Linked DNA regions of Ctenopharyngodon idella: region 2 is linked to region 1. The links are chromatin contacts, called in public Hi-C maps. All regions are on one chromosome and are shown on one strand. Each heading gives the region's core, a stretch centred on a gene start, on an enhancer-like site or on the middle of the called end of the contact. The rest is flanking DNA. Distances are from core to core; before and after follow the strand shown. Region 1 holds the start of ankrd22 (ankyrin repeat domain 22). Region 2 holds the start of ptenb (phosphatase and tensin homolog B).

Region 1 (3,378 bases), core at 390-2,889:
ATCATAGGTCTAATTTAGTAGCACCAAAAATTAACGTATAAATACAATAAAATCCTCACCTGTAGGTGAATGGCTGTTGTGATCCCATGCTCCACATTCCTATAATCGTCACATGTGGCACATGCTAGAATTCAGCGCGAAAACAGGCAACTCGCGTAAATAAAAGAGCAGGTTTTTATTATTGTCTAAAACTCTAGGTCTTTTGCCTTTGTGCCTCATGGAAGCTTTGTTCTTTTGGCATGGATATACGCGCAGGGCTAAAATGGCTGATTGCTGTCTTTCAAAGCGAATAACCCTGCGGTGTCAGATGGTTCGCGCGGAGCTCTGCGAGTCAGATGAATGCCGCTGTAGCAGCTGTGCTTCACTGGCTGTGTTTCAAAACCTCACGAGCCGCCTATCTAGACAACATCCGGATTCTCGAGATTCTTCTATGATGCTCAAAGGATGTATAGTTCACTTTGAGCAGCAACCAATGTGACAGCTAGGGGGTGGGAATGACTGGACGAATGTAAAGGTAATCTACGCATATCACGACATTTACAAGCTTATGTAAACAGAGTAAGACAGATGCATTAGACATTATTAATATTATTATTATTATTATTATTATTATTATTTTCAAGCATTGACCCATTGAAGTCCATGATCATTTATTTACATTCTAAAGAGAGTGTGATCAATGATGGGACATGCTCTTCTCGGATGGTTTACATTTATTTTGTGTTACGCCACAAAAATAAATTGTGATATTGTGTTTTTATCCACCAGATGGGGCACAACTCCTTTAAATCACCAAATTCTGCTCAGGATCTGAAATGCATTAGACAAAGTAAATCTCTGTTAAAATAATAAACAGTATACCTCTAAACTATCAAAGCCCATTTTGATTAAAAAAAAAAAAAAAACGTGTAATAACAGTGGTTTCGGTGGTTAAGCACTGCTCTATCAGTTTAAATGAGCGCCCTATTTCTGTTGGTGTTGATGGGCAGAAAGCAATATTGTTTGAAAATCTATCTATCTATCTATCTATCTATCTATCTATCTATCTATGTATCTATCTAAAGCTGTGTGTATCATATAGAAACAGATCTCATGTAGGCCTATAATATACAGTAACATCTGTGAATTCAAAAGGGATCTGTCAGAAACCAATAAGTTCTTATGTTATGATGACAGCAATGTCCTTAGCCCTCCAAAGAGCACGTCTCTGACTCGTAGTAATATTAAAATTTGACCTTAAAATTTACTAATCTGATTCCTTTGATAAATTGTGGTTCTCGCAAAGAATTTGAAAACTATATAGATGCTTTGACGATAGGCTAAAAACAGGAGAGAAACTGTGAATTTGTAAACTGCATTTTAATTTTAATTTTTTATTTTTTTTGAGTGAAATGACAAGACCATTATATATATATATATTTTTTTTATATATTATATATATAAAATGTATTTGTTTATTTTTTGCTTACATTTATTTAAACCACTTACGTAGGAAGCGGTTTTATTATACCTGTTTTATTAAACTGGCCAGTCAGTCAGTCAGTCAGTCAGTCTATTGTGGATGTTTTTGAGAGGAAATGAGTGTATCGCAATGAACGGGATGAATCCACCGCTACTTGGGCTACACACCTCAATACCTGAATGACACTGATTGCGTCATTACGTATGCGTCATCGTTAAATGACCACACCCTTATCTGAAGCGCTGTTTTACACTGTTCTCACAGGTAGAAAGCAAACAAGTTAGCAAAGGGCTGTTAGTTTTATAACTTCAGAGTTCGGATTAAGGATTTACAAGTTTCGTTTCCTTTTAGTGACAAGAGGAAACCAAATGGGGATCTTGTACTCAGAGGTGAGTAACGTGGGCAGTTTTACCGCCTCTTTAAAAATTGTCTTGATCTTCATGTCTTTAGAAATTAACTGGCTTGGCTCATTTGACTGGTGATTATGTTAAGCGACTGGTCGTGTTATTCTAAATTAAGGCGATTTAATGTCTAACAACTTAATGAGTTTTGTTCTTCATACCTCAATTCCGTGTCAACCTAATGTTTTTCTGCTGAGTAAAAATTGAGTCATACTTATTATCTTTTCTTAATTTTATTTTTTTTTACTTAACGGTTTTGTTTTTAAGAGCTGTCTATGTTGAAATCAATGTCGTGCTTTGGCACTTCAGTTGGCATTTTCATCAGTGTTGCTTAAACTTCTACTTCTCCTTTACACCTTAAAATACCTAAAATACAGTAGTTTACTTAAGCATGTAAAGGAAAATACAGTACTGCTCTAAGACCTTTGTGTGCAGTGTTTATGTAAGTAAAAGCCTAACATTTGTTATTTTATCTGTCATTTTGTTTGGAAAGGGTGTGTGTTTATGTGTTAAGTTATCTTTCATGATGTCACCAGACCTGTTTTGCTCTTCCATATCTAGTATCAAGTCATGGTTCTAACTTAACATGCACATGTGATTTATTCCTTAGTCATCTTACACTCATTAAATGTACTAGATATAAAATGATTAACTGATTAATGTACATTTGTAATCATATTTTGTGCTGCTTTCTTTCCACAGCCCATGTGTCAGGCAGCTTATGATGATGACGTCCACAAGTTGAAAGAACTGATCTCAGCCGATGCCAGAAATGTAAATGTTCAAGATGAAGGAACGGGAGACACACCGATTATAGCTGCCTGTAGACAGGGAAACCTCAGGAGTGTCAAATACCTTCTAGATTACAATGCAAATGTGTCCATTAGGAATAAGGTATTGCATTAGCAAGGAGACTGAAAAGAGTTCTGTTTCTACCCTGACTATCATAATGCTCCCACTGTATTGTTATGAATGAGTCCCTTGTGCACTTGATTCACTTTAATGCATGTTGTTTCTCAGACTCTCCTTGTGGTATATTTTATTGATTGTTTGTGTGGTCAGCTTGCTTGTTTTGTTTAAAAATATCTATGTGTGTGTTCATCCTTTAGAAAGAAAGAACTTGTTTGCACTATGCTACGAGGAGAACATTCTCCTTCTTGGACTACCTGATGATTGCCATCTTAATGCCTATCTTGTTGATTGGTTATCTTATAATGGTAAGTTATTCCTCAGTCATGGTATTTCTAGAAGAGACTAGTTACTGTCTGGAAAAAAAGACAATTACAAATTTAGCTACTACAGCGATTTAAAATTAATCTTAGCATGCTGAGTGAGATCAAGTATTTCCTTGAAATTCATGTATGGGGTTAGAAAGTGTTTTGTGGTGTTTTTGCACATCACACATGTGATCTGACTTTAATTGTGACTGACCTAAATGTGTGTAATTGTACCATATTAAAGCATTGCACCTGTTCTCTCTCAAAAGGAAGAGAAGCAAAGAAAAAATGTGAAATT
Region 2 (3,378 bases), core at 574-3,073, 140 kb after region 1:
GCCCTATTTCTTAATGTTTTACACCTGACAGGACAACAATGATTAGGACAGGAAGGTGAACAGGACTATGACTGAACCTCAACAAGCATCTTCAATAACACTGAATCCAGCTGAAATAAAACAAGCTATCAAACCACATATGCTTTGCACTTCGTCTTTAAGAATATAAAGCACCAAATAACAGTCATCACAAAACCAACAATGTAGCTGTGCTTAAGTCACAAATGACATTGACATATGGCACATAACAGTGAGCAGGCATCAATGACGTTTCTAAAATAAAGCGCAACAGAGGGAGCCCTCTTTAACAAGACTGCTCGAATCCCTTCCTGCGATTACGAAAAAGACATATTTCACACGTACAAAAGCGTTTCCTTTTGTTCGCAAGCGTGTGAACGGACACATTTTTGCTCAATCAAAACTAAACCCAAGTTGAGCGCGAGATCTATTTTCTGCGAGCAGCTGATGCAACGGCTCTTTGTGTGACACCGCTTGTGTATTTCATCTAATCCATCGCATTATATAAACCAGCAAGACCTCTACGCGACGCATCTTTTGTTTTAAACCCCCAAACTGCAGTTTTCGTGCGAGAAGCCTTGAGTTGAAATGAACGCGTTTCGCCGTCAATCGATACACCAGATTACGTAAGAAGGGGAAAATGACATCTTACAACCTCGCTGGCGTTGCTTTTATCGTAGTTTACACATGCAACTTGCGGACAAGCCCAGAAAAACTGTACAAATGACAACTGTACAAATAAGTGTGCGTGCAGTCTGTTGGTTTTCTGTCTACTCGATAACTTGGTTAAATTGACAACTGACATTAATCTAAACTGCACTGACTTAGACTTGATCCAGTTACAAAAACCAATAGATCTAGATCATGTCAAGCTTCAGTCGCCGACTAGGTGCCAGTGCAAACAGTTTTTGCAAAGCAGCAAAAAAAAAATAAAATAAATAAAAATAAAATATTTAAAATAAGCAAACGCTCATTTCCCCCTGTATCTTCAGATGAAACGTCTGAGATTTCTCGATTTGAAACAAGATGCAAGCCATTACCTTCATTGCAGACACTGGTTTCTACACAATAGACAGAACAGGGACATTTGATTGATCAAAGAGGATACAGGTCAAGTCCAAGTCGAACCCATCTTCCTGGTATCTCCTTTTGTTTCGACTGACAAATTCCTTTATGATCGCAGCCATTGCTGTGAAAGGAGTCTGTAGGGTTTTTAGTGTGAGAGGGAGTATTGTTGCTTTCCGACGATACGTCGTCTTTATGCTCTGCTGGTTTCGCAGTCCCCCTGCTAGCTAGAATGGAGTCTGCTGTGCCTCTCTCATCAAGGGCCTCGCTCCAAACCACCACAGGCCCGGCTTCCAAAATGCCCTCCTCGGCTCAGAAGAGCCTCGGGTAAAACGATAAGCAACTTCCCACGTCTCGAATTGCAGAATTTCTAGAGCACGACAAGTCTCTGGTCGCACCGTAGCCGCCGTGATTGAGCGCAAAGGCGGAGAGAGGATCCTCTCCGGGCGCTTCCACGGTTGTCAGAGCCCCGCTCGCACTCAGCTCGCGCTCCGTCTAGCCGCTAGCTTCAACGGCTAGCGCGCTAGCTCGTCTACACATCCTTAAAAAATAAAAGCCATCGAACATACAACAATCCACGATGCCCAGGTTCCAACACATGAAATGAAAGGTGACAGCCTCCACCAAGAAATTAAAAACTCGATATTTAAATGTCGCGTAGGAGCGGTCTCCAATCCGGTTCCTTTCCTTCACTTCTCCCCTGTTAAACTCTCAAACTTCCATCATGGCTTCCCATTGAAAAAGGTGACGTTCGGACAACATATTCATCCGCTGTGCCAAATAGTCCCATGAATGCAGTATTTTATAATTACGCCAATGATTTTTTTCTGTATTTCAGAATATAAATACACAAATTATTAGGTACACATGTTGAACTGTTATGACGTTAAATTAACAAATACATCAACTATTTTTTTATGGTTACAGCAAGCGGAAGAATACAGACAGCGCACTACTTTTTGTTCCAGGGTCACGTGTGTACAGAAATGAGGGAAGTTTCCAATATTTTATATCAGATTTCAATTCAGTAATGTAGTTATTACGCACCAGCATTCTCGTTTCGTTTGAAAGAATTATTTATTGGTTTGGCACACCATGACTGAAAAGACCAACTTGTAGCTGTATTTTTATAACAATACTGTATACGGGGAAAATATCAGAATGCATCTAGTTACCCCCCTCACCAATGCCTCTACTACCCTGCAATAGAAGGCAGGAAATTACTGAAATGCTTACGCAAGCAGAAAAGTAAGTTACTGCATAAAGGCACAAGCACATCATTTGGCAATTATAATTGAAATAATAGAACTTAATTGCGCCAACGTATGATGTAAATTTAATGTAACCATGTATCAATGTTATAAGTGTGTTCTGTTCCATTTGCTCAAATGTGTATTTTGCCCCCAAGGACGGAACGGAGAGTTCTAGCTGCGTTTCAGATGGCAAATCGTTATTGTACAGCGCCATCTGTCAGAAAAGTCTAGAATGAATGTTCGTGGTTATTACAATGTCACATTTCCCTATATGCTTTTCCAGTACAACCTTTTCTAAATGGTTTCAAATGAACCTTATTAAATAAATGTTAAGTAACATAAAAAAATTCTTTAGTTAGCAAGCTTTTCCCATTTTTTAATAAAAAATAAAAAGAGATAAATTATTTTAAATAAATAATTTGCTTCCGTATTTTATCTATGAATGCAATAAATCTTACAATGTAAACCTCTTTTTTCTTATTTTTAAAAAGATGTTACAGTTGCAGTTACAGTTTATATTTGTATAGTATGTTTGGTGCTGTATCTAATTTATTTATGTTTTATTTGTATGTTGGATATGTTTGATTTTTCTTTATCTCATTCCTCACTTATGGTAGGCCTATCCATATTTTTTATGCGTATGCCATTTGCCATTGTGTAATAGCCTATCTTCCTGCATTCTTTGTTGTCTCTTCTTTGCCAGTAGAGGGTAGTGTTGGTGCGCAGAGATCGGATTGTCACATGTGACGATGGTTATTGAAAGTAGGCAGTTTTTTTTAAACTTTATTAAATGTTTTCAAATAACAAACAGGCATTAACATATTATCATTGTTAAACACACAAACACACACAAATTTATTTTTGTGCAGATAAAATTACATTTGTGTAGATAAACATATTACACAAAAATTCAATATTTTTGTTGTCCAAAAAGGCACCAAATTTAACAATGTGATAGTCAAAAGCAGGTATTACGTTTTTTTTGTCTTCAACCACTAATACAATCTGTCCCAAAAGGACTTAGGGCCCCCTTGGGACAGAT

The links. Hi-C and Micro-C count contacts between places; a contact is called where the count stands out from the background.
Region 2: a Hi-C map of muscle shows a contact between it and region 1, with 4 times the contacts expected there. The contact joins the promoter of ptenb here to the promoter of ankrd22 in region 1. A contact is called at or near these places in 2 of 2 Hi-C or Micro-C datasets (both in muscle).

Annotation. Positions count from the first base shown.
Region 1 is chr12:12,794,597-12,797,974 of HZGC01, forward strand. ankrd22 (ankyrin repeat domain 22) reads left to right here and starts at 1,640. Exons shown (of 6, transcript XM_051914028.1): 1 at 1,640-1,851; 2 at 2,566-2,757; 3 at 2,973-3,080; 4 at 3,350-3,378. The coding sequence starts at 1,831. stambpl1 (STAM binding protein-like 1) reads right to left here and starts at 507. Exons shown (of 10, transcript XM_051914010.1): 1 at 60-507.
Region 2 is chr12:12,936,886-12,940,263 of HZGC01, forward strand. ptenb (phosphatase and tensin homolog B) reads right to left here and starts at 1,824. Exons shown (of 10, transcript XM_051914007.1): 1 at 1,127-1,824. The coding sequence starts at 1,205.